Regions from separate parts of the Pan troglodytes genome. Here region 1 is linked to region 2. A link is a contact called in public capture Hi-C data. All regions are on one chromosome and are shown on one strand. The core of a region is the stretch at or near the end of the contact, and the rest is flanking DNA. Distances in the headings are between cores, read along the strand shown.

Region 1 (7,286 bases), core at 3,937-6,436, 140 kb before region 2:
TTAATCCATCCTATGAGTCTAGTCCTTCCTTGCTGCTTCTTTTTTTTCTTGTCTTTTTAAATTTTTACCTTTTTGTGGAGGATGGGATCTCACTATACTGCCCAGGTAGGTCTTGAACTCCTGGCTCAAGCTATCCTCCCACCTTTGTCTCCCTAACTGTTGGGATTTCAGGTGTGAGCCACAGGGCCCGGCCTTCCTTGCCTCTTGAATGAAATCTACATCCATAATTTATTTGGCCACTCTTAACAATTAATAGCCTTCTGTTCACTCTTAAACCCTAAAACAGTCTATGTCTATAATTAAGACAGCCATTCTCTTATATTATCAAACTCTAAAGAATATGTAAAGTTAAAGCCTCTTGCCCTCCCCATCTTAAGATTTTGTTTGCAGTCTACAGGTTGCATTAGAAAGAAATGCACGATGCATGTATGTGTGCCTTTTTCATTTTTTCCCATTTAGCACACTTACTTCTTCCTTACTCAATCATTCACTCTTCCTGGCTCCCCCAGGGTTGCTGTGTATATATAGAGTCATTATGGAGAAATGTAAGGCAGATAAGGAGCAAGAAAGGTTTTTCTTAACAATGTAATATGGCATTGCACCACACATGAGCTTAAAATAAAAAACTATAAAACCCATAAAGAAACAAAAAACTGTAAGTGAAAGTTAGCAGAAGTAACAAACTCTAAAAGTAGACCCACAAAGACTGTAGATATTGGAATTACTGGATATAAAATTTTAAGTTAGTATCTTTAAGATATTCAGATAAATAAGAGGGCATTGTAAAAAAAAAAAAAGAGTAAGTCACAAGACAACAGGGACTATGTAGATTTGAAAAAGAACTAAACTCCTAGAAATGAAATACATATTAATTAAAATTAAAACTCAAATAAAGGAGATTAGAGCTAGCTGAAAAGAAAATTAGTGAGCTGGAAGATAAACCTGAAGAAATTTACCTGAATAGGGAATAGAAAACACAGAGAGAGGAAATACAAAATATAGATTAAACAATATGGGGCATAGAATGAAAAAAAACCTAACACTTAATTGGAATTCTCAAGAGAGAGTTTAAAAAGAAGAGGAAATATTTGATGTGTTAATATAGCTGAGAGTTTTCCATATTTAATGGGAAATCCAATCCACGGATTTAGGAAACACCACAAATCCTAATTTGGATAAATAAAAAGAAATCCACACCTGGTCACATGTTAATTAAACCAAAGAACACTAGAGACAAAAAAATCTTTAGAACAGTCAGAGAGACCTGACAGATTAGGAAGAATAATTAAACTGGTAATTGACTTCTTAAAAGCAAAAATAAAAGTCAGAAGGGAGTGTAATAATAACTTCAATGTCCTGAAAGAAAATAACTATCAATCTAGAATCATAATCAGTGAAATTATCTTTCAAGAACAAGAATGAAATAAAGACTTTTACATCAACAAAGACTGATGAGTATCCTACCAACAAATCATTACTGAAGTAAACTTCCTTCAGAAAGAAAATATTTCAAAAGGAAGATCTGAAATATAGGAAAAAAAGATGTGTAGAAAAAACATGTGGGTGATTCTAAACAAATACTTTATAAATAAAAACAAAAATATTTTATAAAGCTGAAAAACCTAAATGGAATTAAAACACAAAATAATACAAAATCCAGAGGTAATCAAACTGTTTTAGAGTCTATCTTTAAGTTAAATCTACATGTTAACATTTTTAAGTTAACTACTTAAAAAAAATTGAGCCCAGATGCTTCAAGCAAAAACAGATTTTCTGCTTGACAAGGCCACTAAAATCTGGAATTCCCTTGAGAGGGCTTAGCCATCCAAAACAGGATTAATAGTTCTCAGAGGTATTTATCACTTCTCTTGCTAACAAAGGTTTTTAATTGCCTCCTCTTAATTATGGTGCTGTGGAATTTCTCAAATCTTAACAGAACTTGAAATGTCCTCCCACGAATAGCTTCCTTCCTCCCTTCCCCAAGTGTAATTTCTAGCAGGCATATGCTTGTGCCCATCTTCGAAATGAGCTAGGTACCATCACCTTATCCAACCACCTTTCCTACCCTTCATCTCCTTCTGAATGTTACAGTCTGTGGAGAGCAGTAAGAGTGACAACAGAATTTATCTAGCTTATTACAATCTGTAAAAGCATACCTTTTGCTCTGTCAGTACCAGCCCCCTCTGTAACCCCACAATATGTATTCCTCTATTACTGTACTTACAACAATCAGAGAAGGACATGTATCATATGATTCTTTCTCTTGCTGAGGTCATTTAATGTCAGATCATGATTAACCATAGTTGTGTTAATTATGAGTTCTTGGTAACAAATGTAGGTAAGAATTCTTTATTACGTTTAAAACATTACAACCAAATTCAATTTGTATGTCTGACACAGAAAAAAAAAGTCATGGACAACAGTAATACAAACATTTCAGTTTTGATGTCACAAACAAGGCACAAAAACAACTGACAGGTGGCCCTCACGAAGCCAACTTCTCACCCTTCTCTGTCCCACCCTCCTACTCCCTTGTTCTTTATTCTCACAAAGCAAATTTCTTATGCAGTCGTGTCTACTACTTTTGTTAATAAAACGGCTTTTCCTTAAAGCCAAGGTAAAAGAGAAGCTATCTGTGTCTCTTTTAGCCTTCCCAGAAGAAATGAGTCAGACTAGTTACTTCATGGCCAGCCCCACCAAGAAACTCTAAGAAAAATTTAGCGAAACTACTATATCTTTTTCCTTCTCACATTCCTTATTCCTCTATATCTGATCCCTCTTAGTTCTACCTAAAATCTTAAAATGTAGTGAAGATGCCAGATTTTTGCTGTTAAGCAGCTTCTGCTTGGAGTTCTGAATCCAGATGAATCTGTCGTTTCGTTCAGAAACTTCTCTGCAAGAAGGATTCTCCAGAAAACCTGAAGCACATATTACCCCTCACAGCACAGCTGATGAAAGTGAGGCTCTCAGCTGGGTTCAGTGGCTCATGTCTGTAATACCAGCACTTTAGGCAGCCAAGGTGGGAGGATCACTTGAGGCCAGGAGTTTGAGACAAGCCTGGGAAATATAACAAGACCCCATCTCTACAAACAAACAAAATTTGCTGGACGTGGTGGCATATATCTGTAGTCCTACCTACTTGGGAGGCTGAGGGAGGAGGATTGCTTGAGCTAGGAGTTTGAGACTGCAGTGAGCTGACAGCACCACTGCACTGCACTGCACCATGGGCCACAGAGCAAGATCCTGTCTCAAAAAAAAAAAAGAAAGAAAAAGAAAACAAAACTCTCCTTGAGTGAAGCCACAACTCCCTCTTAGATTAGCATTTGAGGAATGAATGGTCCTTAGTTGGATGAAGCAGCAACGGTATCTGTCTTCATAGCTTCGCCACATCCATGACATATGAACAAGCATCAAGTCTACGGCTCTTCTCACCAGATGTCTGGCTGTGAAGAGAAACTGGAATCTGGAATACCCAGATTCCAGTCCCATGAGTATTTAAGGAATTGGAAAGGACACTAGACAAGACAGTCAGAAGGCCTGGCTTTATAATTTTAAAAACCATTTGACTACAGACAAGTCACTTAGTATTTTTCAACCTCAGTTTTACATTCTGTGTAATGAGACCACAACATCTGCCCTGCCTCTATCACAGCAGTTGATGTTGGGATCAAATGAAAGTGTTCTGTAAACAGTAATATATCATAAAAATAACACAAATATTATTAGTATTAACCTTCTCTCCTTCAAATAGTGCTAAAGCTCAGGCTGCTGCTTAAAGCATCTCAACACTGCCCTTGCACCACTCTGATGTTAAATGCCCCTTCTTCAAGCTTCATAGATCAATTCCCCAGATGACTAGGGGGTAGGATAATGGCAGAAAAACGAGGCACTTTTTCCTTCTAGGACTTTATGTAGCTGGCCCCCTATTTTAGTGAATTTGGATTTCTACATCCTATCAATCAATTTCAGACTTCCATTAAGATGCTGGCAGCATTTAAATCTGATTTTGGAAGGATATAAAATGAGGACTTTTATTATTCTTGTCCACCCAACTTTAGGTAAGACCAAAGTGGAAGTGCTATTGGCCAGTCATCCTTATGATTTGTATGCTTTATAAAATGATTGAGTTTTTCTATTTCCCCAATGGCATCTTTTCCTTCTATTCATGATTTAAGTTTTGCTAAAAATATATCAAGAGAATGAGAAAATTACCTGTAATTCTTGTTGTCTGTTCTGAGACTGTCACAATAGATCACTGTTCTGGGAATGGAAATATCTACAACAGCCTCCCTGGGAGTGCTCCTGACACTCCTTTCTCTCTGCCTGTTTTCCCACTACCACTAGCGTACTCTGGTGAGCCCATCCAGGTCACAGCAAGACTTCTGAGTGACTCACCACAGCCAGCCCCAAAGGATTGAGAGGGACCTCACCAGGACATTTGAAGAAAAAATTCTAAGGCCCAAGGAAGCCTCAGGACTAGCTGTTTGGAGTACCCAGAGGTATGACTTAGTGCAACGATTTCCAAATGCATCTGATCACAGGAGTCTCCTGGAATGCATATTAAAAATATGAATTCTGGCTCTAGACCCACCCAATCTCCAAAACAGGGTCCAACAATACCTTTTTAACAGCAGCTATCAAGTTAATTCTTATGGTTAGGCAATTTTGGGAAACACTAATCAGCAGAAAAGATCCAGAGGTTGGGAGTCTAAAGACCTAATAGGTTTGTGACTTCATTAATGGGAGTGATGGTTTCTTCACCTATTAAAAAAAATTGGGTGAGGGGCGGTGGTAAATTACAACAGTATCTGTGACTTCAGCTTCTCTCAAAGGCAAGATCTAATCAGACTACCTATGTGAAATTTTGTGGACTATTCAGAAATATTTACAGATGTGGTCAGGTGCCTTGGGTTTGGGTGGCAGCCTTTTCCCATCTCCAGTATGCCTAATCCTATGTCAAGTGCACAGTGAGGATCATGAGAAGGGGGATGTGAGGCCTAGCATCTCCGTGAGACCTGCCCTGTGTTGGTGAATATGGGCAGCAGCACTCACAGCTGCAGAACTGAGCCCCAGGAGCAGCTACGCTGAGCTCCCCTGTGAACGTGCTTGGATGGAATAGCTGCCATGCACCAGGTCCATGGCCATTGTCTCCAACTTCCTAATGAATCCATGCATGGCCTAGAGAGGCAGCTCATCTACCAGGGGACACCTCCCTGCCACCTGCATCCACACTCCCTCCTCCAGCGTGTTCCTGACTCAGTAGTGACTCACAGGCAAGCACAGCAGCTTATGCATCATCCCTCTGGGACCCCTGCTGCTCACCCTTTCCTGATCCTAATTCACCTCTTTTCAGTTCAGACTTTTGAGTATTGGCTTTTCAGATCACCGAGTCTATGTTTAAATAAGATGATGGACAAACACATACAACACTTTAATATCAAAGTATTCTCATTTAAGTTTTTAAAAAAACTAAATCTCTGGTTTTATTATAATTTATCCATAGCACTATTTCATACTCTATGTATAAAATCTCCTTTCTTGAGCATGTCTTATTTCCCCTATTAAATTACGGGGTCCTAGTGGACAGAGATTATGTCTTACACAAGATTTACTTTGTACCCCAATAAGACCTAGGAAAGAAGCTAACAAATATAACCATTTCCTATTCAGGACACACTATTCAAGGGAGAATAAACAAAAGGACACATAGAGGAAAGTCAGGGGTGCTGAGGACAAGAAGTTTTGACTTGTCAACTCAGCCTTAACTCCTGTCCATATACCCAGAAACAACTGCTTTTTCTCTCTACTGAAAGCCTGGAAGTCTGAATGATTTATCCAGTTCTACAAAGGACAACCTGGTCCCAACTCCCAAGGTTAATTCAGTAGCCTGCTATCTTCTTTGTACTTTTCAGTCTATCTGTAGTTTTGTTGTCTTTGGAATTGCAGGTTTCCAATTTTAATAATTCTTTAATTCTTTCCCATTGCTACCCTCAACCTTCACCAAAATCATACGTCTGTAGCTTTAAAAAAAACATTATTTTTGGTCTCTGAAGCTGGTGCTATGAGGCTCTTTGGTGGTGAAAAGCCTGACACAGTGCTCAGTATAAAGCGATAATAGCTACCACAGCTACCCAATATTCTCCAAAATTGCCTGAGCAAGTTGAAATCCAAAGCTGGTGACTAAGAAATGTTTTTTATCATCTTTTCCATCTGAACTGGGGTCCAAACAGACAGGCTAGACCTAGGCTTTCAGAGGCCAGGGACACCAGCAAGTCTAAAACTCAGCACCAGGGTTATGGCTTGTGTCTTCCAGCCCTTGGAAGTGCCAGCACTGGGTTCAACTGTTCTCCCGATTTCTCTGGGACTGGCCAAAGCAACACGGAAGTCCTTTGGTAGGTCAATTCTCCAAGCAATGACACATACCAGCTCATCCCTCTGACCCTCACCCAGCCACTTTCTTATTTCATTGCAAACATAGGACTTTTTTTGGAAATGTCATGAAGTACAAATGGATACTAGAGGAATGGTACTTTGAGAATAGGGTCTAGCTCCAGTCGGGTGGCTCTGGAGAAGACCAAAAAGATGGTAAAGAAGAGATCTTCAGAGGTTGTCCACGGATCCACAGACAGGGAAGAAACCACTGCTGGATTAAGGGATAGCAAAGTCAAGCATTATCCTCCACTCCACAAGAGTGCAGGGTGAAAAGCTTTGATAAAAATCTGTCAACAATAGTGGAGGCTATGAGAAACACAAGTTTGGATGGAGTAAGAGGTTCAGGGATGAACATTCAGACAAGAACGAGTCAGGTTTGTTCTTAAAGAGAAATGAACGTAAAGAATGCATCAACTTCTCATGCCTCGAGTAGGAATCAGAAATTTGGGCTGGGTTCAGCTAGGCAGTTCTTCTATTGGTATCACCTGGACTCACCCATGTCTGCATCAGCTGGAAGTTGACGGGCTGTCAGATAGGGTGACAGGGGTAACTGGGCCCTTTTGTTTTGTCATGCAGCAGGATAGTCCAGGCTTGTTCACCTGATGGTAGTTGCAAGGTTCCCAAGAGCAGCAAAAGAGGACAAGCCCCATGCACAAGAACTTTTCAAGTCTCTGCTTGTGTCACATTTGTTGGGCTACTGGCTAAATCAAATCACATAGCCAACTCCAGATTCAAGGGGTTGGAAAAAAGATGGCACCTCTTGATGAGAAGGAAAGAGTTTGTGGCCATTTTTGCTATCTACACAAACGATAAAATCCAGAGATCTAGCTTTGGGATTTAGGCAAAATCTATCA
Region 2 (6,554 bases), core at 1,606-4,105:
TGTGTTGTGTGTAGTGTATGGTATGTGAGGGGTGTGTGTATGGTGTGTGTAGTGTGTGTGATGCATGTGGTGTGTGTGATGAGTGTGTGATGTGTGTGGTGTGTGTCGTATGTGTGGTGTGTGTGGTGAGTGTGATGTGTGTGGTGTGTGTAGTGTGTATGGTGCATATGGTGAGTGTGTGTTGTGTGTGGTGTGTGTGGCATGTGTAGTGTGTGGTGCATGTGGTGTGGTGTGTATGTGGCAGCGTTTGTAGTGTGTGTGGTGAGTGTGTGATGTGTGTGGTGTGTGGTGTGTGTGTGGTGTGTGTGGTGTGTGTAGTGTGTGTGGTGTGTGTAGTGTGTGTGCTGCATGTGGTGTGTGTGGTGTGTAATGTGTGTGGTGTGTGTGGCGTGTGTAGTATGTGTGATGTGTGGTGTGTGCTGGGTGTAATGTGTGTGGTGTGTGATGTGTGGTGTGTGTTGCATGTGTAGTGTCTGTGGTATGGGGGGTGGTGAATGTGTGTGCTGTTGGGGTGGGACGGAGGCAGACTGTCTAGACTCTTCCTCTACATCTGCCGCCACTTGAGCAAGCCATTTAACTTCTTTGAGCTGTAGGCTTCCTTTGGAAAGTAGGAGTGAAAACACCTGATCCTCCTGAATCGAAGAGAACGGACCAGAATGTCCCATGGAAGACCTTTCCCCTCAATCTATCATCCTATGCATTTCTTCATCTTGAAAGCAAGAGCTTTGTGCTTGGGCATATGTATATGTCCTGCCATCCAAGACGCTTTGTTATAACTGCTATTTTGAGAGGAGCTGGAGACCTACCTCCTCTAATTTTGCTGCAGAGCCAGCCTTGCCTGATCCCTGCTGCCACCAGGTGGTTACACGCCATCCCTAAGAGACGCTCTAAATTGTAAATACGATCCTGTCACTGCTCTGTTCAGACATTTCAGGGGCTGCCCAGCAACCACTAGACGTAATCTTCAGTAACAAGTCCAAGCTTCAGGTCACAGATCTGGCCCTGTCAATCATACCAGCTTTGTCTCTTGCCACTTGGTGCTAGGGGCAAAACCAGGGGAGTTGTCCTCTCTCCGCCCCACCGTCACTTTCTTGCAAGATTGCATCTCAAGATTTTCCTTCTCCGGATGTGCTGCTCAGTACACATCCTCAAATGTGATGTCCTTTCATCCTTCCAGCAATCCTCAATATTTCAATCTCCAATTCATGGAGTTAACTGGAGGCTTAAAGAAGTTAAGTGAACTGCTCAAGGTCACAAAATTAAGAAATTATAAAACAGGAACAAAAATCCTGTTTCAGGTCTAGAACTCCCTGGAGCCATTGATAATTTTCTTTTAAAAATTTGTGACCGGGTGCATTGGCTCACGCCTGTAATCCCAGCACTTTGGGAGGCCAAGGCGGGCAGATCACTTGAGGTCAGGAGTTCGAGACCAGCCTGACTAACACAGTGAAACCCCCCGTCTCTACTACAAATATAAAAATCAGCCGGGCATGGTGGTGCGCGCCTCTAGTCCCAGGTACTTGGGAGGCTGAGGCAAAAGAATCGCTTGAACCTGGGTGGTGGAGGTTACAGTGAGCTGAGATCGCACCACTGCACTCCAGCCTGAGCAACAAAGCGAGATTCCATCTCGAAAAATATATATATATAAATAAAATTTTGTATGATAAAAGCAATGTATGCTCCTTATAATAATGTATAAATGATATAAAACTATTATTTCAATTCAATTCAATACAGAAAATCTTTAGCTGCTGATCACAGCTATAAACGAGATGAAGAGGGTCCCTGTCCTCTTGGTGTTTCCAGTCTCCCAAAGAAGACAGACATGAAACAATGGTGGTTACAGTTCAAGATGGAGGTACTATCTGAGCTTATGGCAAGGGGTTTTAATCTCATCCAAAGGGCCAAGGAATGCCTCTTTAAAGAAGAGAGAACAAATAAAAATCATTCATAATTCCATTACCTATAAATAACACTTTGATTTGGTGCTATTTTCTTTCAGTCTTTTCACTTGTACTTTCTTCAAATTCTTCCCTTGACCCCCAGGACACTACTCTCTGGATGCTCATTCTTCATAAAATGTGTCCCCTTCTATCCTAGAATTCCACGCCTCAGTATGTTTTCTGGAACATTGTTTACATGTGATATTAATATGCGGCATGGAGAAGGAGTCCCTAAAAAAGCAAGTTTAGGAATCACTGAGTTAGGGTTAAGTAATCTTTCTAAGGGCAGCACTTTCAGAGCTCCTACAATGCTGTTGAGCACTGGGAACTTCTGACAGCGGGGTGTGGTATTCATGCTCTCATTTGCTAAATGAATTGGATTTGTTATTTTTAAGAGGCATCTTGAAGGAACACACTTTAGGAAATGCTCTATGGCCCTGGGCATGCTTAGGAGGTCTAGAGCTCATAACAGATCCCCACCACTTAAGAGTGTGAAGCTCGGCCTCTGGGTTTAGTGTAGGCAGCACACTGCAGACAGTCAGGACTTTTTTAGTTGTCAAGAGTCCAGCTTTGAGCTCTAGGCCTTGTTTAGGGTGGGAAACATGGGGTTTCCTAGTCCAATGAGTCAGCGCTATCCTCCCCCAGTTCCCTGATGCAAACCGTGTGCACTGGAAGCTGCTAGGATGAACCAGTGCAGGTCTTGTGCCACAGGACCTTCTTTGATTCCGAGTTGGGGCTCCCAAGCCCCTTTTCCTTTGGAAAGGGACTAGTAATTTCTGATATCCGGAGAAAACTAATGTTTCCGCTGCAGTGGCGACACCTTGTGGTCAGAAAGGGGAATGCACAGGACGGTCATACGCTTCCCACGTTCCTCTGCTCCAGCTGTGGAGAGATTCCCCTCAAGAGAACCTCCGGTCTCACCAAGACGCTAATGTCACGTTGACAAGATCTAACGTTTCCGCATCCCCCCAACCCCTACCCAATCCCGTAGCTTGTCGACAAGCCCCTGCTGCCACCTCTCTCTCACAAAGGGCCCTCACGATCCTCCTTGGACTGGTCCCCAACCTTCACAACCGCCTCCCCTTAAGTGCTCCAGGCCCCAGAACTACCCCCTCCCCCACTTCCTTGATATCCAAATTCCTGTTTCTTCAGTGCATGAAACTCAGCTTCCTGGGACACAGCTTACCAAGTCTGTTCAGAGCTATTACACATGGGATCTCCTCTCATCCTCTTCGCAGCTTTTGGGGAATCCCAGTTTTTTTCAAAGGGCAGTACTAAGGGTCAGAGAGGCTGAGAGTGACTCACAGCTCCAAAGTGGAGAAGTCAGGACTTCTTGTTTCCTGATTCTGGATTCCCTGTTCTTTTCACTGCTAGCTTGTTTCCACTGAGGGTTTAGTCAAAGGAATGAATCTCTAATGTTGGAAATTGTCTTCAGATGTAGGAGAGCAGAGGTACCCTCCTCTCCAAATTGTCCACGGTGGACTGAAATGTTTTAAAAGCCAGAAACAATTTGGGCTGACCCACAGAGGAAGAAGAATTAGCAGATTCTTTTTATTTATTTTTTGTTTGTTTGTTTTGTGTTTTTAAGACAAGATCTGGCTCTAGTGCCCAGGCTGCAGTGGCACCATCTTGGCTCACTGCAACCTCTGCCTTCCAGGCCCAAGGATCTTCCCACCTCAGCCTCCCAAGTAGCTGGGACTACAGGCACACACCACCATGCCAGGCTAATTTTTGTATTTTTGGTAGAGACAGGGTTTCACCATGTTGCCCAGGTGGGTCTCGAACTCCTGTACTCAAGCGATCCACCCGCCTCAGCTTCTCCAAGTGCTGGGATTACAGGCATGAGCCACTGCACCTGGCCAGAATTGGCAGATTCTCCAAGGCTCTGCAAAGCAGAGTGGAAACGAAGGCTTTGAGAACTCTGCCCTCACCCCGCAATGTCTCCAGATGCCAGGGCGTGTTGTTACGGACATTAACCATATTCTTTTCTGTCACCCGCAGGTCCCCATTCTGACTCAGCAAATCTTAATTAGAGACAGGATAAAGCTTTCACAAATTAAAGCTTTCACAAATTAAAGACGCAATTCTCTTTTCACCTCCTTTCCTGTCCTCAGGATTCTCCCTTTTGCATAATGAAAGAACTAAGTTTTGGCTTCTAACAACCAGAGGAGTCTCCCTGTGGAGGCAGGAGAGAACTGCAGCTGGGCTGTCCCTTTGTGAGGCTCCTCAAAAGGTACCCGTGGCTTACAGGGCAAAGACGAACCTCCCTAGCGTGACGCACAGGCTCTTCATGATTTCTCATCACTGTGTTTCTTAACAAGAGTATCTCCCACCATTCCTACACCTACACATGCACCCTACCCCTTAGCCACACCAGACAGTCATGATTCCTTCCTGTTCTCCATGCCAAGCCTCCTCATCCTTGAGGACCCAACTCAAATAACAGCTAATAACACTTAGCATTAAATGAGTGCTTACTGCCTACCAGGCACTAGTCTCAATGCTTTACATCTACTTTTTTTTAATCTTCACAACCCTATGAAGTAAACACTAGCATTGTACCCATTTCATAGACATAGAACCTAAGGCACAAAGAAGCTGAGTCACTTGCCAAGGTCATACAGCTAACAAGTGTCCGAGCCAGGAGTCAAGCCCATGGCATGCTCTTAACCACTGTCAACTCCAATACCCACTCCTTGGAGAAACCTTCTTTGATCTTCTTATGCATCTTCTGTGTTACATCACCACTGGGTATAAAGCTATTATAGCATCTGCCACCTATAACATTCAGCTTTGGGTCTCCCTATACACACTTTGCTGGAAAGAAGATCAGACACTACCAGTGTCCACAGCACACCTACCGTGACCATGGCTGGAGTCACTAGACTATTCATAGGCCAGAGAGAGGAGGCCACAGAGCCCCCGGAGAGCTGCCAGGTGGTTTCAACAAAAATTCCAGACACACTCGATAAAAAGTTGCCAACCAGAAATACGTAAACACAACTAGAAGCTTGTTGAAAACCTACACTACATTGACCTATTTTAAGTTAGGTCGAGTGGATTCTACTAACTGTTTTTTTTTTTTTTTTTTTTTTTGAGACGGAGTCTCGCTCTGTTGCCCAGGCTGCAGGCTGGAGTGCGGTGGTGCGATCTCGGCTCACTGCAAGCTCCGCCTCCCAGGTTCACGCCATTCTCCTACCTCAGCCTCCGGAGTAGCTGGGACTACAGGCGCCCGCCACCACGCCTGGCTAATTTTTTGTATTTTTAGTAGAGACGGGGTTTCACCGTGTTAGCCAGGATGGTCTCGATCTCCTGACCTCGTGATCCGCCTGCCTCAGCCTCCCAAAGTGTCTACTAACTTTTTTAAGAAGTCGATTTGCCCCCAAACGAGTGATAAAGCTCTTCCTGGATTGAGTGCACCCCCAATGTGTGCATCCGTCCGGCTGGGCTTATCCAGGACACCAGATATTCTTCCCCCGGGTCCTCACCCCCACCCCCAGGCACCTCATCTTCTCAGAAGAGCTGTGTGCCCTGCTGGCTTTGCTTTCCACCTCTGGCCTCCTTTTCCACCTACACTGAACTGAAAGACCTCCCAGAAGCTAAATCGGATGGACACCTTTCAGGCCTTGTCTTTCTTTTTAAAAAATATTTTATTTTATTTTATTTTATTTTACTTTATTTTATTATTTTATTTTATTTTATTTTATTCATTTTATTTTATTTGAGGCAGGGTCTCGCTCTGTCACCAAGGCTGGAGTGCAGTGGTGTGATCATGGCTCACTACAGCCTCGACCTCCAGAGCTCAAGCAATCCTCCCACCTCAGCCTTCTGAGTAGCTGGGACTAAAGGGTGAGTCCTGCCATGCCCAGCTAATTTTTTAAAAATTTTGTTTGGAGACAGGGGTCTCACAATGTTGCCCAGACTGGTCTTGAACTCCTAACCTCAAGTGATCCTCCTGCCTCAGCCTCCCAAAGTGCTGGGATTATAGGCATGAGCCACGGCACCCAGCAAGCCTTGTCTTTCTTGATCCTCAGGAGCAGGGGTGGGCACTAGGGGCCCTGGGACTCCACCAGGGTATTTCCACACCCATTGGCTCTGGGTGTGGAAAGGACGGTAGGATTTTTATATAGCTCTTTCTTTCTTTTTTTTTTTTTTTCCAGTTTCCTGACTGAAAGGTCCAATACCAAGCTGCCCAGTACAAAACTGGTCTCCTGGCAACTATAGCTGAATCCACCATCGCCTCCCCTAAGAAGGTGGGACCCTTACAGCAACATGGTGCTGTAGTTGTGTGGAGCCATAAAACGGTGGTGTGTCTGGGGCAGCGGGGGTCCGTGACGGCTGAGAGGGACCGGCCTGGATAAGGAATGGGAAAGTTAAATTCCCCACCTTTGCGTGGAGCCCCCGAGTTAGACTTGGGGTCTCAAATGTATACTTCAGGACACAATCAAATTAAAATCCTACCCATGCTTTTGCACAGAGTGCTTATCAGGGCATGTTCATCCAAGAGAACTGAGGAATGAGGAACAAAGAAAACAAGTTAACATTTACCACGGCTTCCGCTACGCGCTTTACATGAATCATTTTTGTTTCTTGCCAGAACCTATGAGGTAG

What was found. Capture Hi-C pulls out chosen DNA fragments and counts their contacts.
Region 1: a contact with region 2 is called in a capture Hi-C map of stem cell-derived neural stem cells, with 6 times the contacts expected there. The contact joins two enhancer-like sites. A contact is called at or near these places in 5 of 7 Hi-C or Micro-C datasets (blood, induced pluripotent stem cells, a lymphoblastoid cell line and 1 more) and 1 of 1 other capture datasets (stem cell-derived neural stem cells).

The regions. Positions count from the first base shown.
Region 1 is chr1:82,203,736-82,211,021 of NHGRI_mPanTro3-v2.0_pri, reverse strand. ILDR2 (immunoglobulin like domain containing receptor 2) reads right to left here. Exons shown (of 8, transcript XM_054655387.2): 8 at 5,452-7,286. Among named protein-coding and RNA genes, the nearest start is that of TADA1, 38 kb to the left of the region's middle. Within about 2 kb of position 5,186, at least 1 of the 24 cell types and tissues checked has an H3K27ac peak or open chromatin away from gene starts, as enhancers often do. A contact at or near this core is called in stem cell-derived neural stem cells, where this site is marked.
Region 2 is chr1:82,057,147-82,063,700 of NHGRI_mPanTro3-v2.0_pri, reverse strand. The region is part of intron 4 of GPA33 (glycoprotein A33); the gene reads right to left. It overlaps LOC107969148 (a long non-coding RNA gene), which reads left to right. Exons shown (of 2, transcript XR_001710789.4): 2 at 1,738-1,973. Among named protein-coding and RNA genes, the nearest start is that of GPA33, 30 kb to the right of the region's middle. Within about 2 kb of position 2,855, at least 4 of the 24 cell types and tissues checked have an H3K27ac peak or open chromatin away from gene starts, as enhancers often do. A contact at or near this core is called in stem cell-derived neural stem cells, where this site is marked.